Linked DNA regions of Gasterosteus aculeatus: region 2 is linked to region 1. Evidence: chromatin contacts called from public Hi-C data. All regions are on one chromosome and are shown on one strand. The core of a region is the stretch at or near the end of the contact, and the rest is flanking DNA. Distances in the headings are between cores, read along the strand shown.

Region 1 (5,208 bases), core at 1,760-4,259:
CACATGTATTTGTTCTAAGCGATTCCTGATGGGCCCGTATCCTTCATACGGACTCTGTCTCAATGGTTTGCCACTGACACTGTCCCCACTACCTTGTGTGCCTCTGTGTGTGCTCTGTCCATCGACTACTGAAGGGGGGTCCCCATGCTCTCCCTTCTCCACGTAAGAAATGACAGAGACGGCCGCCGAATCGCTCCCCAGTCCCTCTCGCTCCCTCCGTCCCGCGTCCCTCACTTCCACCCCCAACCGTCTATTGACAGATCCGCGGCTACAGGACCATGCGCACGATGAATCTCAATGAACCGCTGCGCATCAGAAACCATTACCTGCATGGCACAGACGTACACTGAATATGAATAATTCGCAGTCGATGTCACTGAGCATTTAAAACACACACACATGCTAAAGTTTGAATGTTAAATATCTCCTCTGTGTTTCCCAGTGCTCCAGTGCTCTGTCGGTCTCTGGGAAAATGGGAGATTCATGCACAATGAAGCTCGTCAATTATCAGCTGAGCATGAATGTCAACTATCGGGCCCACAAGTGTATCCATCATTCTCATACGCTAATATGTCAAAAGATCAGGCCCGTTTCAGCAGACCATGTGCCTCTGAGTGATATGTGTGGAAAGCTCTTGACATTTACACATGCAATCAATTATCCAAATAACATAAAAATGTGGGACAGGTGTACACACAGCACTGACTGGCATATCTCTCTAGACCAGGTGTGCTGTATATTTATCCCTCCAGCTGATAATAAACACATGACTTCATTATATTTACACATAACAAAATGGCGTTGGATACATTCAGGCATGCACTGTGTTTAAATGGCTCACATCATTCATAATTATATGTATACACAAATACAAGTAGATGATTTGACAATCCCTTGGGCTTTCGTGTTGGATGCCAAGCTATTTGTTTACTACCTCTCACCATGCACATCACTTTAATGCCCATAGGCAGGGGAGCAATATCACATAACAAATGTCCCGAGACTGTGATGGAGCCAATCTACCACACTGAGCCTCCATAATGTGGCTACATCCTGCAGACACACTTAGCATTCATGCAAATGCTGAATGCAGTTAAATCAATACAGTGATGAATGGATAACCACATTTACATATTATTGTCATACTTCTATTCTTCTTATCAGGGAAATCACTGGCTGGCTACATGTGACATTGGGTTCAATGATAAATGTGCATTATTACTTTCTACGGAGTTAAGGAGGCTTTAAAACAGTAAATTGTTAATATTATTATTTTCTTCTAAGAGAAACAAGTATCATTTTCTCTGAGTGGTATAAACAAAATATCACGTAAAACCTGAAAAGACCTTTCAGCAGAACCGTGCCCAAAAATATTTTCCCAAATAAATTCTCAGCAGCAGATGTGCTGTTGAACCACAACAGTCTTATGAGTTTATATATGCATGCATGAAAGGAAATTGGCCTGGGGGGGGGGGGGGGGGGTCTGCCTTTTACAGAATTAAAGCAAACAGATACGGATCAGGGTTTTTGCAAATGATACATATTCATACGGGGAATGGGATTGGGGTCGGCCTGTTATGGATTGTTCTCATTGCTCTCGTTGGCACTTGTGTGCAGACTTGGAAAGATGCACAAACAAGACACAAGAGGGTCAGCACAAACACACACACGCACACTTCTGAGCATCACTGCGGTTGCATTTTGATCAACAGAGTTACGTAAATGTCAATTTCCATTAAATCGAAATGCATGTGTCTGAATTCTTCATGATTCTAATCAGTTACAGCATCGCTCTTGCTGAGAACTCGCTATTTAATTTCCCTTCCTCACTCAAACACATGTTCCCTGTTGCCCCCTCCCCACCAACGAACCAATAGCCCGCCTCAAAACCTCCAAGAGCCCATCACCTCCTGTTACGAGCCCGTGTAAATTGAATGCTGTGAATCACGGCTGCCTGTTACTGCGTGTGACCAGAGGGGAGGGAGGGTGGAGAAAAGCAGAGACGGGGACTGCATGTCCCTGCAGCTTTATGGGCTTGTGTCTCACCAAGATATATAACCGCCCGGCCAGATAATACCATCATGTACATAACTACCCTGTGTGTGTGTGTGTGTGTGTGTGCTGGCTTTCAGCACAAGTGTGTGTTATGTACTTAACTACCAGGTGACCTACCGCTCAGCTCCTAATAAGGGGCATCTGGTGCTGTTTTACAAGATGGAGGAGCGGAGGAGGAATGGAAAAGGGAAAAAGCTGTGAATAAAAGGTGCTTTTGTGGAACGGGGGAGAAGAAAAATGTAAAATTGGGGATGTGTCTGAGGGTGGAGGATTGATAATACGAAAGAATTGAGGAAGGATTCGAGGGAGAGTGTGTGTGACAGAAAATGAGAGCTTGGAGGGTGAATTAGGGGAGAAAATGAGATATTGAGAGAGATGCTGGGAGATGCACACAAACAGTGTGAGAGAGAGACTGAGGATCCACAGAGGGCCCAGATGAGGGAGTTGAGATGATGGGCTGGCAGTTTCCAAGCACCAGGCTGTTTTTCAGGGCTGTCAAGCACATTGTGAGGCATTGTTTGAAATGCCCAGGCTGATGGCTGACATATTTTCCATGAATCTAGCATGCCAAGCCGCTGTCCCCGACACTACACTCAAACACACACAAGCCGACGGGACATGCTCTTGTGTGTGCGTGTGTTTGTGTGTGTCTGTGCTGGTCAGTGAAGGGTAATTGGCCGACCTTGGCCCATCAGGGTGGCTGGAATGGAGAAGGGTGAGGGAAAAGGGAGGGGGAGGGTGAGAGCAGTTGTAAATTTTGTCTCACGTCAATATAATTCTCTCAGTAGCGCTCGACTCTGGCAGTTGACTATTACCCCTGGAAAATTTTGGAAGTACACACACATACACTTCCATGCACACCGAAAGCTACCCTGCACACACACAGATATACTGAAAGATACCCTGGACACACATGCCCCATCCACACACACACAAACACACCACACGCTCGTAGTAGCACATTTACTACGCAAAACACAAATCCATAACTCACTCCAATTCAATCAGTCACACACACACACACACACACACACACACAGCGGTTGAGTTACTGTTTCCTCACCCGCACTGATCAGAAGCATCTAAAAAAAGTTGCATTCAATCCATAAATGTGGAAATGTGTTGGCGGATAAATCTTTGGTGGTTTCTTTCTCTTCTCTTTTTTTGTCCTGCACCGCCTTCCACAATTTAACCCCCATCTTTGTTTCACCTCATGCCTCCTTGTCTGCTCTTGTTCTCTCTTTTAACCCTTGTTTACCTCCACCTCATGGTTTCCCCCTTGCCTCTCTTACTCTTACCATACATCGATCCATCCATCCTGCTTTTCACATCCTCCGTCCATCTTTGCATTTCTTGGTCTCCTCCCTATTTCCTGCCCCCCTCGTCATCTCCCCTACAGCCACAGGGGGACTAGCTGCTGGAGACACACCTGCAGAAATAACTGTGTTATTCTTTTAATCGATACAGCCAGGCATCAGTGGCTACCACCTAGTCCCCTCCAGTGTGTGTGTGTTATTGTAAATGTGTACTTCAGTTCTCTGCCAGAGGCAGGAATGGTAGATAACCCAAGACATATCTGCCTCCGCCATCAGCAAAGCTGGCCGTCCACCCTCTTCTTCTCTTCTCTCTGTTGGTCATTCCAAAGTTCCCCCTTTATTCTGAGTGGAAGGGATGGGAACAGCTGAGTTTATAAAGTGTGATTTTTAGCTCGTATAGAAATGAGAAAGTCACAATAAAATACCTGCTTCTGTTTATCTAGGACTCTCACGTAGCGCTACAAAATAAGCACAAGCCAATACACAAACAAAATACCAAAACACACACTCAAGTATATACAGATGATGACATGTCTCCATCGGAACCAGCAGGGCTTTCAGCATGTCTGTGATGAACTGGATTAACACAACATTACGTGTGTGGGGCTGCCAGATAACATCGTTACAATAACATTTGGTGAAGAATTTGTGTACAATATAATACAGAATCAAATGTGCTTGCAGACAAGCCAATGACGTTATAGTCTCCTGAAGGACCAGAGGCTTTCCAAGAGGCTTAGAGTGACAAATACTCAATTTCTCTGATTTCCATTTAGTTCAATAGCAACGAGTTGGTCTATCTGTATTCAACTCCTCTTTAAATCTTTCTCCCTTGTTTCTCCCCCTTTGTCCATTTATCTTCCTTGGCTAATGAAGATCTTGTTTACCAGAAACCATGTTTCTTCTAAAGGTGACGGCTGAAATTGACTATTTTCCAAAATACTGCTTAATGGTGGATGACAGTAGACTTATGATAGATAGAAGGAAAGAGATTGGCTTCCAAAGTTGTTTGGTCTACACCTGTTGAGCATGTTTGCTAAAGTACAAGACCATTGTAATGGACTGAGAAAATAAGGATGAGAATCATAAGAAAAGTAATAATGGTGATAGCAATGATTGAGTGATTTATCACTTCATAATAAAAAAGTACTCAAAATTAAAAATAGGAAGAAATACTGAAAGATATTCAAAGAATGAGAGGGGTTTAAAAGGACGAGTGTTATTGGCACATGAAGAGAGCCTAAGAGGGCACTTTGGGCTAATGGCCTAGTGCCTTGACTGGCAAAGAATATTCTGTAATCTGTTGGTTTTATGGGATTAACTGTTCAATAGCACTTCTTTGGCTTCTCCAGCTGCACACAGGTTATATATATAAAGCAGCTTTAGAAGAGAGGTTTATGTGATGATGGCTCACATCAGCATTTCTAATAATTTTAAAAGACAGAAAGACAGGAAATCAGGACAAATGACAAGGATTTCATTCTCAGGGGTCAGATGCAAAAAAAACACAGAAATTTAAAATAAAAGCAAATTGTGGCTGTTGGTTTATTGACAAAACTCATACAGTCATGCTTTCGAGTGAAACATCATAGATTGAGAATGATCTAACTGCCTCTAAAAGGCTTTTAACATGTTTCAGCTGTGTGCTTACAGCAATAAAAGTACAAACTACGGCAATTAAAGCTGACAGTGTTACCTGATGAGTAATTGTATGGGCACCAGTAGAGCATGATCACACGCACAAACATGCACTAAAAGACCTCCATGGTCGGACATGGAGACTACAAATATAAACATACAGCAACATTGTTTTTTGTAATTTAATACACCTGCCTCA
Region 2 (5,208 bases), core at 1,933-4,432, 190 kb before region 1:
ATTGCTGTCAAGCCCACATCCCAGATCGCCATCCTTCCACACTCTGTTCTGTGCACCTCCCTCATCTCACTTTAACACCTCAACCTCCCGAGGCCCCTGTTTCCCAATCCACACCGGCCTTCCCTCAGCTCATCCTGCGCAGTGTACTGTTCACTTTGCCCTCCTTCTTTCCAACCAGCCGTTTTATCCCCACCACTCCCTCAGCTATCCATCAGACTGAGTAATGGCCATCAGGGCAGGAAGTCACCCTGCAGCTGTCTGGGACAGACACTGATCACACGCACAGTCACTTTGGGCTGAGGGCAAAGCCATTCATTTTTTACATGGTCTCGTCTAGCTCACAGGCCACTGTGCTACCTAGGATAAAGCAATTACAGGAGCCTAAATGGAACGGATGAGGCAGATCACAGACATTTGAGGTTAAAGGCTGAATATATTGTGCTTTTTATTGCACAACAGAATCCAGAGTTTTTGCACATTTCACTTAGCCGTCGTTTGAGATAGCTGGATCAACTGGATGTGGGGAAGTTATCGCCAGCAAATTGTACATGCTGTGTATTGATGAGTTTTCTCTTCAACCTGGATTATTGCGACAATAAGATAGACTCACTCTGGTGTACACATTTACATGGTTTATTTATCGACCTATTCTGTTCTCTTTTACAGTTTCCACACAGCATTTACGACCGTGGGACTTCAGTGAGCAAATGAGCTAACATCACAAGAATTAACAAAGTTGTTTTCCTTTGTACGGATCGCCAAGAGTGTATTTAAACCAGACAAGGACTAATTATCCTGTGCATTGATTGTGTGTTACAATCCAAACAACAAAGACTCACGTTTTCATATTGAGACGACCTATACCTCCAATTTACTAGTTTTTCAATTGACCACAACTCACATACATCACAGTCTCTGAAGTACAGTTTTAAGTGGCGGCTATGTACAAGACTCTCGAAGGGCGCTGTAATAGGTTTGAGGTATATCCTTTGGGTGCCAACCCTTTTAATGATATCTTAATTGCCTTTTTGTTCACGTTATGAAATTTTAATGGCCTACTGAGCTTTTACCTACAGACCATGCCTTAGTCTGTTAGCCCATCATATCAAGGCAGGTTATGACATAATTTGTCAAAATGTGAGTTCTATTTGTCATTTGGAGGCTTCTTAATTATAAATGTGGAAACAGTTAAAGTACAATAGAAGGAATATATACTATATTTCTTATGCCAACATTAATTATTTATAATATATACAACATGGGAAGCAGTACTGCATGAAAGGCCTTTCAAAGGAATAGTTCAACATTTTGGTAAATACACTTATCCGGTGGGGTGCTGTGTAGTTTTATATTGGGGCAGACTCTGTGAAGAGGCTCAGCTTCCAGTGAAAATAAGGAGGTGCTAATGCAACCAAAAATGCAAAGAAAGCTTAGTTTCAAGTGATGATAAACCAATGAAAAAATAGTTATGAACATGATAATGTGATCGGAGTGTGGTTGGTTATTTTGCCAAGATTAGTGTCGGTTTCAGTCACTATCTGTATACACATGTTTTTTACATAACAAGGAACAGCCGAAAGTCTTAAATACCCACACATCCACGCTAAACCCACACAAATGTCTTCACATGTTTCGATTGATTAGATGTTCTTCCAGGACTGTGTACAAACTGTTGTTTATGTATATTTATGTATATGTAAATATATTATGTTGAAATGTCACAGTAAAGTTGGAAGTATAACATGAAATGTGACTATATTTCATTGAGTTGTTGTAGTATTAAAGCAACACCTGTGATTTTCTTACTCAAAATGTTTGCTGTGATAAAATGCAGATTGTCCAAAGAGTTTTGTGACATCATTTTGAAGCATAACTCCACCTAAGATCAACATGAGCAGAGGTTTAATCAGCCAGAGTTTGAGAACACGTGTGGCCTTTATATACACTTTTGTGTACATGTACATGTGCACACATGTGCTGCGCCAAAACTTCCCTATAGACAACTACAACTATAGATAGATGTTTAGCTACAAACATGCAGGTTTGATCGTTGCACAGTCCAGCCGCTGTCACTAATTATCTGGTCAGTTTCAAGGTTGTGTACATAAACAGAAAAATTAAACACTGTCATCGTTGTAACTGCCATCAAGGCACAAGTGTGCACTAAATCAAATATTGTGTATTTTTTGTGAGAAATTTTTACACAATGTTGGTTTGAATTTCTTTCAATTTTTGTTTATATTTACTGCTTAAATACACCTACATTTCTGCAATTTACTCCATTTTATTCTATTTTTAGCGTGTTCATTTTGTAATGGCTTTAATGTTTCAATTCATGTTCCTAATTGTTTTTTAATTATTTTCATTTGCCTTATGTTTAGATGGTTTGTGCTTTTGAGCTAGTTCTACCAATTAAATAAGTTCCACAATTATTGAGTGGAAAGAAATTCAAGCTCTCTCTTCATCTCAAGGTATAAAAAAGTAAAAGTGGGCAGACGCGAGGGGGCGACGTTGGTCTCTGTAACACCCTGACGGAGACATGGAGACGGATAGGAGCTGCTGTGCGCTCTACTCGGAGATCCGACTTCAGTGTCGACTTGATTCAGTCACACATCTACGGCTCAGATATGGGCTGGAAATCCATCCAACGTCTACGTTTTGTTTTCTTCTGACTTGTATGGCGAGATGCAGAATCGCAAATCTCTCGCGAGTCTCTCACTGCACAATGGGCACGTCGCTTTGCATTACGCTCGATAATGTTGCGCCGCGTCAATTGCATTAAGGAATTGCAGACGTATGCTAAATAGCTGCAATTACGCTGTTTTTCATCTTTTTGTCATCATCCTGCGAATGCAAAGAAGTTAGACCCCCACAATTTGTGTCTCCCTCACAACTGTGCCATTTGCATATTTAATTCATGCTTTATGAATTAAATTAGCGCGTGATGCAACTGCTCCACAGTTGCGGCCAGCATGGGAGAGGGTTAATGATAGGAATGTTAAGATAGGCAAACGAATAGACTCCAGGCTATTAGAAACACGGTAGGACTCAAGCACGATGCTTCATTACACTGAATTAAAGTAACTCATGTGTGATCCCACTTTGACGGAACCTTGGATCATACTGATGCTCACTACCAAACACACTGGAGACATAGGCTACTTTATTTGAAAGGATTTCTTTTTTTTTTACTGTTGTGCGTTCATCAGAGAAAGAGAGAGAGGGGGAGTGGGGGTGTCCATGGCACGGGGGGTATTGCGTCACTAGCTATACTTGCGCAGGCTCTTTACATGGTGGTCCTTGGGCATCCTGGCTCCTTTCTGACCCATGCATTAGTACCAGAGCAAACACCAAACTGCTTCAACGGTTGCGTTAAGAGAAACCTCACGAGTCTTTTCATTGCATATAACGAACAATTTGTCACACTAATAGATAACGAGAAATGCAGAAATATTGTTATGACTATTTTTTCAATACAATATTTCAGATAAACCAGCCCTCCCTTGGCTGCTGCAACATTATGCGCACGGATCCTCAATGGTCACCAATCCACTAGATGTGTAAAACATGTAATGTTCCTGCCACAACTGAGGCTGGGCACGGGGTGGAGGTTGGGGGGAGAGGGGGGCGAAAAGGGGAGAGAGAAGCGAGAGGAGCGCAGCGGCACCTCACTGGTTTTATCATGAGGGCCCGGTGGTGTTCTCTGGCTGGCGTCGCAGAGCCCCAATCAGGTGCCATTACACCCGGTGTTTGAGAATACCATTGGCTGGCGGGGAAAGGAGCTGTGCGCAAAACCAACTCCGCTGCTCACACTCGCCGTGCAGAAGCCGAGCTGCGAACATCATCCGCTTTGAGCGCTTAGGCGCAGTGATTACATCCTCTCAGAGCGCGCGCGCGAGAGAGAGAGAGCGAGAGAAAGAGAGAGAAAGTCCTGTTATTCGCCAGTGTTCGTTGAGAAGTTATTATTGTTATAGATCCCGTCGGTGCGTAAATAGGACTTTTTGCTGTTTTATAGTTTTTCTTTCCCTGTTCGCGTGGAATGTCATATGTTGTTCCGTACTTTGTGTAAAGAACGCGCTGTCTGTTTTGCGCACGGGGAGTGTTGGCTTTGCTTCCTGGCTCCAGCCTGCAATGTTTTGCGCTGACGCCAAAACTCACAGACCGGTGCAGAATTGATTAAAACAGAGAAGCTCGGATCAAATGGCTGTGCTTCTTACAGCTGAAACGACACAATGTTCAACTGACCCGAGGCAGAGGAGAGGAATTTCACAAACGCAGAGCTTTACTGCTGTTTATTTTATTTCTCTTTTACGGACAGAGAAAATGGGAAATGCTAATTTCTCGTAAGAAAAAGGAATAACATCTTTTTTTTAAATCGTCTTGAAGTGCACTTTGTGAGAGGGATCGGAGATGTTTTGGTTAATATTCCTGCTCTTCATCCTGGATGGAGCGGTGTCTCAGCTACACTACTCCCTGCCGGAGGAGCAGGAACCTGGCTCTGTGGTTGGGAATATTGCGGAAGATTTGGGGCTGGACATTACCAAACTTTCTGCTCGCCGCTTCCAGACGGTGCCGAGTTCACGGACACCGTATCTGGAGGTGAACTTAGAGAACGGTGCGCTTTTGGTGAAGGAGAAAATCGACCGAGAAGAAATCTGCAAGCAGACCACCCCGTGCCTACTGCACCTGGAGGTGTTTTTGGAGAACCCACTGGAGCTCTTTCGCGTGGAGATCGAGGTGATGGATATCAACGACAACCCACCCAGCTTTCCCGAGACGGACATTTCCGTGGAGATATCGGAGAGCGCCATTCCCGGGACCCGTTTCCCGGTGGAGAATGCCTTTGACCCCGACGTGGGCACCAACGCGCTCAGCACCTATGCCATAACGAATAACAACTATTTTTACCTTGACGTGCAGACGCAGAGTGACGGGAACAAGTTCGCGGAGCTGGTGCTAGAGAAGCCGCTGGACAGGGAACAGCAGGCGGTGCACCGCTACGTGCTGACGGCTGTGGATGGCGGCATCCCGCAGCGGACTGGGACGGCTCTCCTGGTCGTTAAGGTTCTAGACTCTAACGACAACGCGCCCACCTTTGACCAGTCCGTGTACTCTGTCAACCTGCGGGAAAACTCTCCGTTGAGCACTCTGATCATTCAACTCAACGCCACGGATGTCGACGAGGGACAAAACGGGGAAATCGTTTAT

The links. A called contact is a pair of places that touch in the nucleus more often than the background predicts.
Region 2: a contact with region 1 is called in a Hi-C map of whole body, with 3 times the contacts expected there. The contact joins the promoter of LOC120825256 here to the enhancer-like site in region 1. A contact is called at or near these places in 3 of 6 Hi-C or Micro-C datasets (skeletal muscle and whole body).

What each region holds. Positions count from the first base shown.
Region 1 is chr9:11,772,077-11,777,284 of fGasAcu3.hap1.1, reverse strand. No RefSeq gene overlaps it. Among protein-coding and RNA genes, the nearest start is that of pcdh18a, 26 kb to the right of the region's middle. Within about 2 kb of position 3,009, at least 1 of the 9 cell types and tissues checked has open chromatin away from gene starts, as enhancers often do.
Region 2 is chr9:11,966,602-11,971,809 of fGasAcu3.hap1.1, reverse strand. It overlaps LOC120825256 (protocadherin-10), which reads left to right and starts at 3,182. Exons shown (of 5, transcript XM_040186784.2): 1 at 3,182-5,208. The coding sequence starts at 4,411.